Regions from separate parts of the Gasterosteus aculeatus genome. Here region 1 is linked to region 2. Evidence: chromatin contacts called from public Hi-C data. All regions are on one chromosome and are shown on one strand. Each heading gives the region's core, a stretch centred on a gene start, on an enhancer-like site or on the middle of the called end of the contact. The rest is flanking DNA. Distances are from core to core; before and after follow the strand shown. Region 1 overlaps fbxw4 (F-box and WD repeat domain containing 4). Region 2 overlaps slc2a15a (solute carrier family 2 member 15a).

Evidence for each region. Hi-C and Micro-C count contacts between places; a contact is called where the count stands out from the background.
Region 1: a Hi-C map of skeletal muscle shows a contact between it and region 2, with 2.2 times the contacts expected there. The contact joins two enhancer-like sites. A contact is called at or near these places in 2 of 6 Hi-C or Micro-C datasets (liver and skeletal muscle).

Annotation. Positions count from the first base shown.
Region 1 is chr6:3,738,947-3,742,773 of fGasAcu3.hap1.1, reverse strand. It overlaps fbxw4 (F-box and WD repeat domain containing 4), which reads right to left. Exons shown (of 10, transcript XR_005712397.2): 7 at 232-372. Among protein-coding and RNA genes, the nearest start is that of wbp1la, 17 kb to the left of the region's middle. Within about 2 kb of position 2,048, at least 1 of the 9 cell types and tissues checked has open chromatin away from gene starts, as enhancers often do.
Region 2 is chr6:3,670,793-3,674,833 of fGasAcu3.hap1.1, reverse strand. slc2a15a (solute carrier family 2 member 15a) reads right to left here. Exons shown (of 12, transcript XM_040178823.2): 12 at 2,823-4,041. The coding sequence ends at 3,908. Among protein-coding and RNA genes, the nearest start is that of LOC144409514, 22 kb to the right of the region's middle. Within about 2 kb of position 1,908, at least 3 of the 9 cell types and tissues checked have open chromatin away from gene starts, as enhancers often do.

The sequences.
Region 1 (3,827 bases), core at 799-3,298, 68 kb before region 2:
CTGTGTTTTTCATCAAATATATTGTTACAATTTGGCTTTATAGCTGTGGTAGGACGTAAATTCCCCCCAATATCCAGTGTTGAGACCCCAAATTCCCATAATAAGTGTCCTTTATGGAAGATTTGAAGTTGATCGTGGTGTGGTAAAGGTCTAGAGCTCTGTACAGCTGACACACTGTAGGTGTCACTATTTAACAAACAGACCCTACGTGGGACCACCATGGTGGAGTACCGTGGGCTGAGTCGCAGGTCCCACAGGCGGATGAAGGTATCGTAGCCGCAGGTGAGGAGCTGGAACGGAGACTCGAACACCATGTCCAGCACACCGGCCCCTCGACGGAACTCTAAGCCCAGGCTGCAGACACACTCGGATCTGGTGGAGGAGGGCGGGGCAAAGACAACGTGAACATGTGAAATCTGGAAGTGTGGCATATGATCATTGCCATGCATCCGGAAAAAACATATGAGATCAAGAATAAAAGAATATATGAGACAATATTGTTATAAAAATGGACAGAGAAATAAATAATACAAATAAACTACTGCCGCATTTAAAATGTATTACATTTGATATAGAACACACATTTATTTAACTCATCTCACAAATCATAAGGTACATAGTTAGTCCAGTTGTCTCATTTCTACCTTTTTACTTAGGATTTCATTAAACTATTTACTAACAAACCCAAACACAAAAAATGAGGAAGATCTTGAGTAGATAATAATGACAACAAATAAAAAACTCACTTTAAATTACAGGCTCTGAACTAAAAATACATTTGGTTTCAATTAAAATCCAACACCCTGACTAAGCTTCTTTACAATATATTAAACTAATGCTGATCTATGAAGGAAATATAATTATGGCTTGGTATCTCGCCTGACCACGGAGGGTACATCCATCTACCAGCTCCTGCGTTCCCATCAAGACGAGCTACAGAACCCATCACTCCTACTGTGGGCACCGGGCGGTCTCCTACTAGCCATAAATCGACTGGTAGTTGTGCACCACATCGCACCCTTACCACGCCGCCATCAGTGCTGACAACTCACCAATCCAATCGTCCACATAGACAAGACCGCAAGATACGTAAAATAAATCGCAGCAGAAACTAGCTTCCAAAGCCGGACAACAAATTAGCCATCGCGTCCTTGACTCTCATCCCGAATGCAAACCCTCCTCGGCGAGTACTGATCAAGCCAACAGAGCTGCCTGCCTGAAGATGCTCTGCTTGAAGATCACAAGTGGAATCTGTGACGTGGGACTCGCTTTGGAAGACCCTTGTTGTTGTCTAATCCAGTTAATTCAATTGAAGCAAATGCATATAATCTCACCATTGAACTGTCAAATCCTTAAAATATCCACAATGTCATAATAACATGTCGTTATTGTTCAAGTTGACGGACAGCTGGAGCCACCACGGTTATGTTACAGAGGCACAGACAAAACTGTTTGTCTGTTTGTCTGGATTACCCAAACAATTACTGGTCTGATTCCCATGACAGTGGGCAGAAATTTTAAGCATGGGTGAGGAGTAGATTGGCCTTGGCTGGTGCAATGTAGTTATTAATATCATTGCTATCCTGTTTGATTTTTTGCAACATTCTCATCAAGAATGTGTTAACTTGGAGCCACAGCGACAAGGCCAAGCCTGGGTTAGTGAGTGTGGGACTGGGGCTATGTACAAGTGATAAATAAAGTTGGTGTGCCTATGTTGATGTGGTGTGACCTGTGTGTGTGTGCTAGTCAAGCCCCGTGTAGCACTATGCTTCTGTGATCACAGCTCTGTCCCGCCTGCTCCTCGCCTCTTGATTATTGAAGAATAACTTGCACTCAGCAGGGCGGATTATTGCAGAATAACTGTCTCTTTGTTGCCACTTAATACCCTCCATGACCGTGACTGTGTGCGACTCTCACACTTTTGATACCTGCTCCATAGCAACCATTTAAAGGAGGCCGCCGGCCTTGGCGACCGAGTAGCCCCCGCGCTGCGACTCGTGCCCCCCTTCCCTCGCCCTAGAGCTCAATCCGCAGGCTCAGGCTGGTAATCCCCCAGTGTTACCCCAGGGGGGCCTTCTTATTGGACCAGGGCTTTCCCCACAGGGCACCTTATTGGGTGAGAGCTTTCTCATTGCCAGGGTCTCATAACTAAGCCCGAGCCAATGGGGAATCTGTGATGAGGCTGAGTTTGCGTCTGTGTGGGGTAGTGACCCCTCATTTTCCTCTTACCACTAAAACCAAGGAGCTTAGCGCATGCCACACAAAAAGAAACCCATTCAAGCCAAAGGGATACGAGCCGGTTCATTCATAACTAAATAATGATGTCTCCATCACAGCACGGGCCACTCCAACTAAAAAGAGGTCATGAATTCATAACCCCCCCTAACCTTGGAAAGCCTTCAAACAAGAGAGTTATAATCAGCTCTGAAACAAAAAACAGTCAAAAACAGTTACAGACACCCAAATGTGAAAGAAAAATGAAAGCCGGGCTTCCATAAAATGGACCCGACATCTGCGCGGGGATCTTAAAGCCGGTAATAGCACCATGCAAACGAGCTGTATCACAGTGCAAAAACAGCAGGGATTCCCAAATTGGTAGGTCGCTGGCTTTTATGAGGCCGCGTGTGATTACAGGATGGAGGCATGAGCGTGTACTCTGTCAAAATAACTGTATCTGTCAGTGAGCATGCGGCGCGATGTGTCTGATCCGACCATCTTCTCTCATGGCCCGTCTGGGTCCAGAACTGTGGAATCCCGGGCTCTGGGCTGAAGCAGCCTCTAAAAACACAGCGGATTGGCTGAGTCACATCCTCAAAGCGCAGGAGATGAACTCTGCAAGAACAACACAGGCTGTGAGGCAGCCCGCGTTGCTGTTTAACTCATTAATCCCACCTCGGAGGGAAAAATGTAGAGATGTTATACAGCATGTAGATTATGTTGGAAGCATAAACAAGTGAAATGGCTCCAACCTCGTAACAGCACATTACAACAACTCAATCAATTTGGATCCGTTGTAATGGTGCACACCTTTCATGGGTTTCAAAGACATGAAGGAGCATTCCTCTTGTTGTTATTAGGAAGTTAAGTAGTAGTTGGCAGGCTGCTGAATGGTGTCTGCTCCATTTGCTACTTTATACTAATTCTCAACCCCCCGTTCATGATTATTAGTAATTATTATGCAAATTATCATTACTTATTAAAGTATTTCTTAGCTGTCTAACACTAGATTTGGCGGTAAGATCAGCTGTACAATTAGCAGTAAGATCAGCCAGTAAACAAACATTTGTGTAGTGTATTGAGAGATGCAGACTTCCTCGACTGTAACTCGCTTAATTATGAACTAATTTGCATGAAACTGTCTTAATAACAAAGTTGAATAATGTAACATAACACTGGTTTCTTATCAGAATTGAATTACATTACTCTGTGCCGGATCTTGTGAGCTTTGTGCCAAAGCCTCAACCTTCTAATAACTACAACGTCTATTAACCTGTGTTCCTGTGACCTCTTAAGGTATGCTTTGTATATGAAATCTGAATTCAAGAGACACTTTTGTTGGTATTTGTTTGTTATCAATTGAGACAACAGAGCTGTCGATCCCCCTATGTAATGCAAAGTTTAAGACACTTCCACATTGACTTCACTTGGCAGAACGTTCAACATAACAATATCATCACAAAATCAAACGTCTGATTTTGTGACGATATTGTTATGTTGAAAGTTCTGCCGAGTGAAGTCAATGTGGAAGTGTCTTAAACTTTGCATTCCCGCACTGGCCAGCAGAGGGCGAATGCTCAGGAGAACAAAATAAGTCAGATTGTATAGAA
Region 2 (4,041 bases), core at 659-3,158:
CGTGTCTGTGGCCCCCGGGGCAAGGTAGTGGTGATTTACATTTAAAACAGGCCTAGGACCCCCAACTACCAACACCAGCCGCCCCATCTCTGGTGGAGTGATACTGGGACAACAGCCGGTCCCACCTCACACCTGACCTGTGGCAGTATGGTAGACCTTTATTAGTTGTGATTTAGTTTAAGTTCTGAGTTACGCACTGCATCCTGTTTTGCACATGGCCCAAATGAAAATATTTATTTCATACATTCTCTCATACAATCGTACAATGGTTGAAAGACACAAAACAGGTCAGTATGGTGGAAATGCAACAAGCTGTTATATCCATGTATCCATAATCAATATCCATATCACTATTACTGTAAGTCAGCAAAGTCCCCTACAACTTATGCAGCTACCGAAATGGTAAATGGATTTTTGCTTCCTTATTAAATCGCCAGTCATTGACCCAACAAACAAAACAACAACTGGCTTTTACCACAACATTGCCATTGCCAATTCCATATTACAAGCCTCAATGCTATGTTTCTACTGTTTAACTGATTTATTATTAAATCATTTCTGCTTTCAAATATTTCTATACTGTAAAATATTGTAGGTTAAACTGCATGTAGTACAGTACAGTACCGTACCAGTAGACAAAAATGTACTGTGTGTCAAACATTCATCTCTTAAGGCACAGATCAACAAAGATCGGACAAAACTATTTCTCCCTTATATTGTTTACTGTGTTCATTTACTTTGTTGGTATATTCTGTATGCATAATATTTATTGCATGTCCGACCTTGTTCCTGAGCTTTCTCTGAATTTTATGTGGGGAGTTCGATCTCATCTGAAACAGTTGTGTGCTGGCCAATTTGTGATATGTAATAATAGGATATTTAAATAAGATGTATTTGACTGCTGACACATTGTCTTCAGCTGTTAGGCAAAATAATTACTACGCAATAAGCAATAATACTGCTGCATTTATACTGTTCATCAGATGATGATATACTGTTTTTCCTTGTTTTTAGGTAGATGACTTTATTAGAAATAGGCACTCCTATTACTGAGGGCCGTTCAACCTCCTTGTAAGTGCTTTGAAGTGGACGTTCAGACAGTCAAAGGTTCCCATTTTGGCTTGCTGTAAGAAAAAACTATTTGGAGAAAAGTTTGAAAAGCGTATTTTCCAATCATTTTAATCATCTTGTGACCTTTAAGGTTTATAGTACAACCGTCCCTACAGTATGTACGAGCAGAGAAGGAAGTGCTAAATAAAAGCAGCAGCATTTCAATGACTCCTGTGTCTGTCTGTGTGGCAGTGCTACAGCATAAAGAATGGGCCGGCCGAGTCGTAATGCTCTCTGTGATAAAACACTTACGGCCTGTAGCAGAGAAGTGCCACATTCATCGGCTACCTGCCAGAGCATTTACACGGCCACCACCAACAGCCCGAGAGGGAGGAGCGAGGGAGGAAAAAGTCAGAGAAAAATTCACATGTGACAGGGAAACACAAAAACTGTTTTTGTAGTTTGAAGGGGGAATGATGGTAGTTTTTAAGGTGGAAGTCCAGCACACATTTTCAGAGGTTAAATGAACATAACTTTATTGGCCTCCATCCTCTGAGCCTCATTTTCTCTGCATTCTGACCTCCCATGTGCATCTGCTTGTGTTTTTTCTAAAGGTGAACCCATCCTGTTAATGTTAATGTTGTCATTTGCCCAGTTTAAAAATAAAACCCTTTTGGACTGCCTCACAGGCTGAATATCACAGGCTCATGAGCAGGTACCACTCGCCATGCTGCAGCTTTTGTTACACACTCAGCTGTAATATTTGTATACCTTCGTCCTCCGCCCTCTGTTCTGTTCTTCCTCTGTGGTTTAAATTAGAGCAGCTGTGAATGGCTGTAGTGGAACTGGTTCAGCTGGATTAACCATCTGGTTTCATTACCCAGTAATGTTGTCGCCCCTCTATCTGTCACCGGCCTTGTTCCATGATAACAGACATTTGTCAATTTCCTGTGCCTTCCTGCTGCGATGCCATCAGCCCCGCTGACAGCCACTTGGCAAGGTACACTAAGACACGCGCACACACAAACTAACACACACACACACACACACACACACACACACACACGCATACACAGGGAAAGACTTGCATGAGCGGAGGGGAGCACACTACATTAAAGATCACAAGAATGCTTATTAGTGACAGAGGCGCTGCCATTAATTACAATGCTGGGATGTGTGGGTTGGTGTGTGTGAGTGAGAGAGCAGGGGACGGGGGAGTGCAAGGGGTAACATAGTAGTATAGATTGAAGGAGCATACTAATCTGTATTACACAGAATCAGCTCAAGTCGCGATAAACCTCAAAATCATTCTGCGTTCACACGCAACAAGGTGGCACGATCCCACAAGTCACCACTGTCTATGCAACACTATTCACACTGTACAAGTGTATCGTTGTTACACTGGGATTGGTTGGGTAGTTCTCTTTCTGACCACTCAGGGTCAGGAGTGGATTGGCTTTGGTTTGGGCAACAATGACTAACGTGGTTTGTGAGTGTGTCTGTGTGTGTGTGCGTGTAGGTGTCTGTATTTAAAATTCTATCTAGAAGGACGGGAGGACAAGTGTGTTTTGAAAGCACACTTCTTCGAAGAGCTCTTTAAACCAATTGCCATTGTAAGTGTTGTTGAGGTCAACTTAAGTTATTGTCCTCATAAAGATAGATGTATAGGGTTGTGTGTGTAATTGTCTTAAATAAAGCCTCAGGTTGGCTTTTTTTGATACGCTGTATAAAACACTAAAAACACTCGACTCCAAAGTCAACCGTACCAAACATATTATTCATATCCGACTTTATAACAGACAATGAAGAGAAGAAAAGCAGGTACTACAAAATATGCAGGACACCTTTTTTTTACATCAAACAGAGGTGGGTACAAATAAAAGTCCGGGAAAAGATAGTCATAAAACAATGTAACAGGGAGAAAAGACTGTAGCGTTAAACACAGAGGTGCTAAGACGAGGACACAAACGAAGGGGAGAAAACAGGTCAAGGGAGGAGGGGGGTGATTGGGAACAGGTGAAGCTGACCAGGGCAAGGGAAATAATGTTAACAATATAATTAATGATAATGTCTATCATTGTAACTGTACAGAATACCCAGAGCTGGATATGACTCCCATCATATTGCCACTGGAGGAATGCTAAGCCGGTAGTTGTTAAAACAGACAAGGACACAGTATTACTATATTTCATTTGTGTTTTCGTCTTTAAATAATTCAAAATATCTTAAATATAGTTCCAATTATTCAAACAAAAACATTTTCTGTTTGTACAATAATCATTTCAGCACATTTTAATGTACAGCTCAGACAGTACTCTGATACTTGTGTTAAGTGATATGGCCCTATGAATGGACAGTCAAAACATGCAAACATATTGAGGTTCCACATGAAAGATATTTCTTTTACTGCAATATACAAAAGATAAACATTATTTCAAAAGGTTCACACAAGCTCCGGTAACATTTATTTTATGGGACACTGATGTGAGACTTAAGCACTGCGAAGGTTCAAACAATGGACAAAGGCACCATTGTACAGCAATGCACATTTTATCATAAACTAAAACTACTTAAATTTTTTTAATCAAAGTTTCTTTTTAAATCTCTGATTAGCTAACAATGGACGGCCATGAAAATAAGACTCAATGGCTCTAACAGATTGAATTATCATATTGATTTAAGAAGTTTAAAATAACACAACTGTATACAATTAACTGTTGTCTATAATGCACACCAAACCAGACCCCACTGAGTCGTTGTGAGGGTGGGGTTTGGTTTATGTCCACATGTAAAGATGGTACAATGGGCAAAACAAGCTGCAATGGTTTTGTTGTAACATTAAGAACCTCAAGCTTGGTTAAGGTACAGACGAAGAGCTGTCAAACTCCAGTGAAGCATGCTCCATCCCACCGTAGCCGTTCATCTTCTTTAGTTTTAGCTGGTCCACGTGGATCAGACCCTGCGTCAATGGAACTGCCTCTTTCTTGGTGA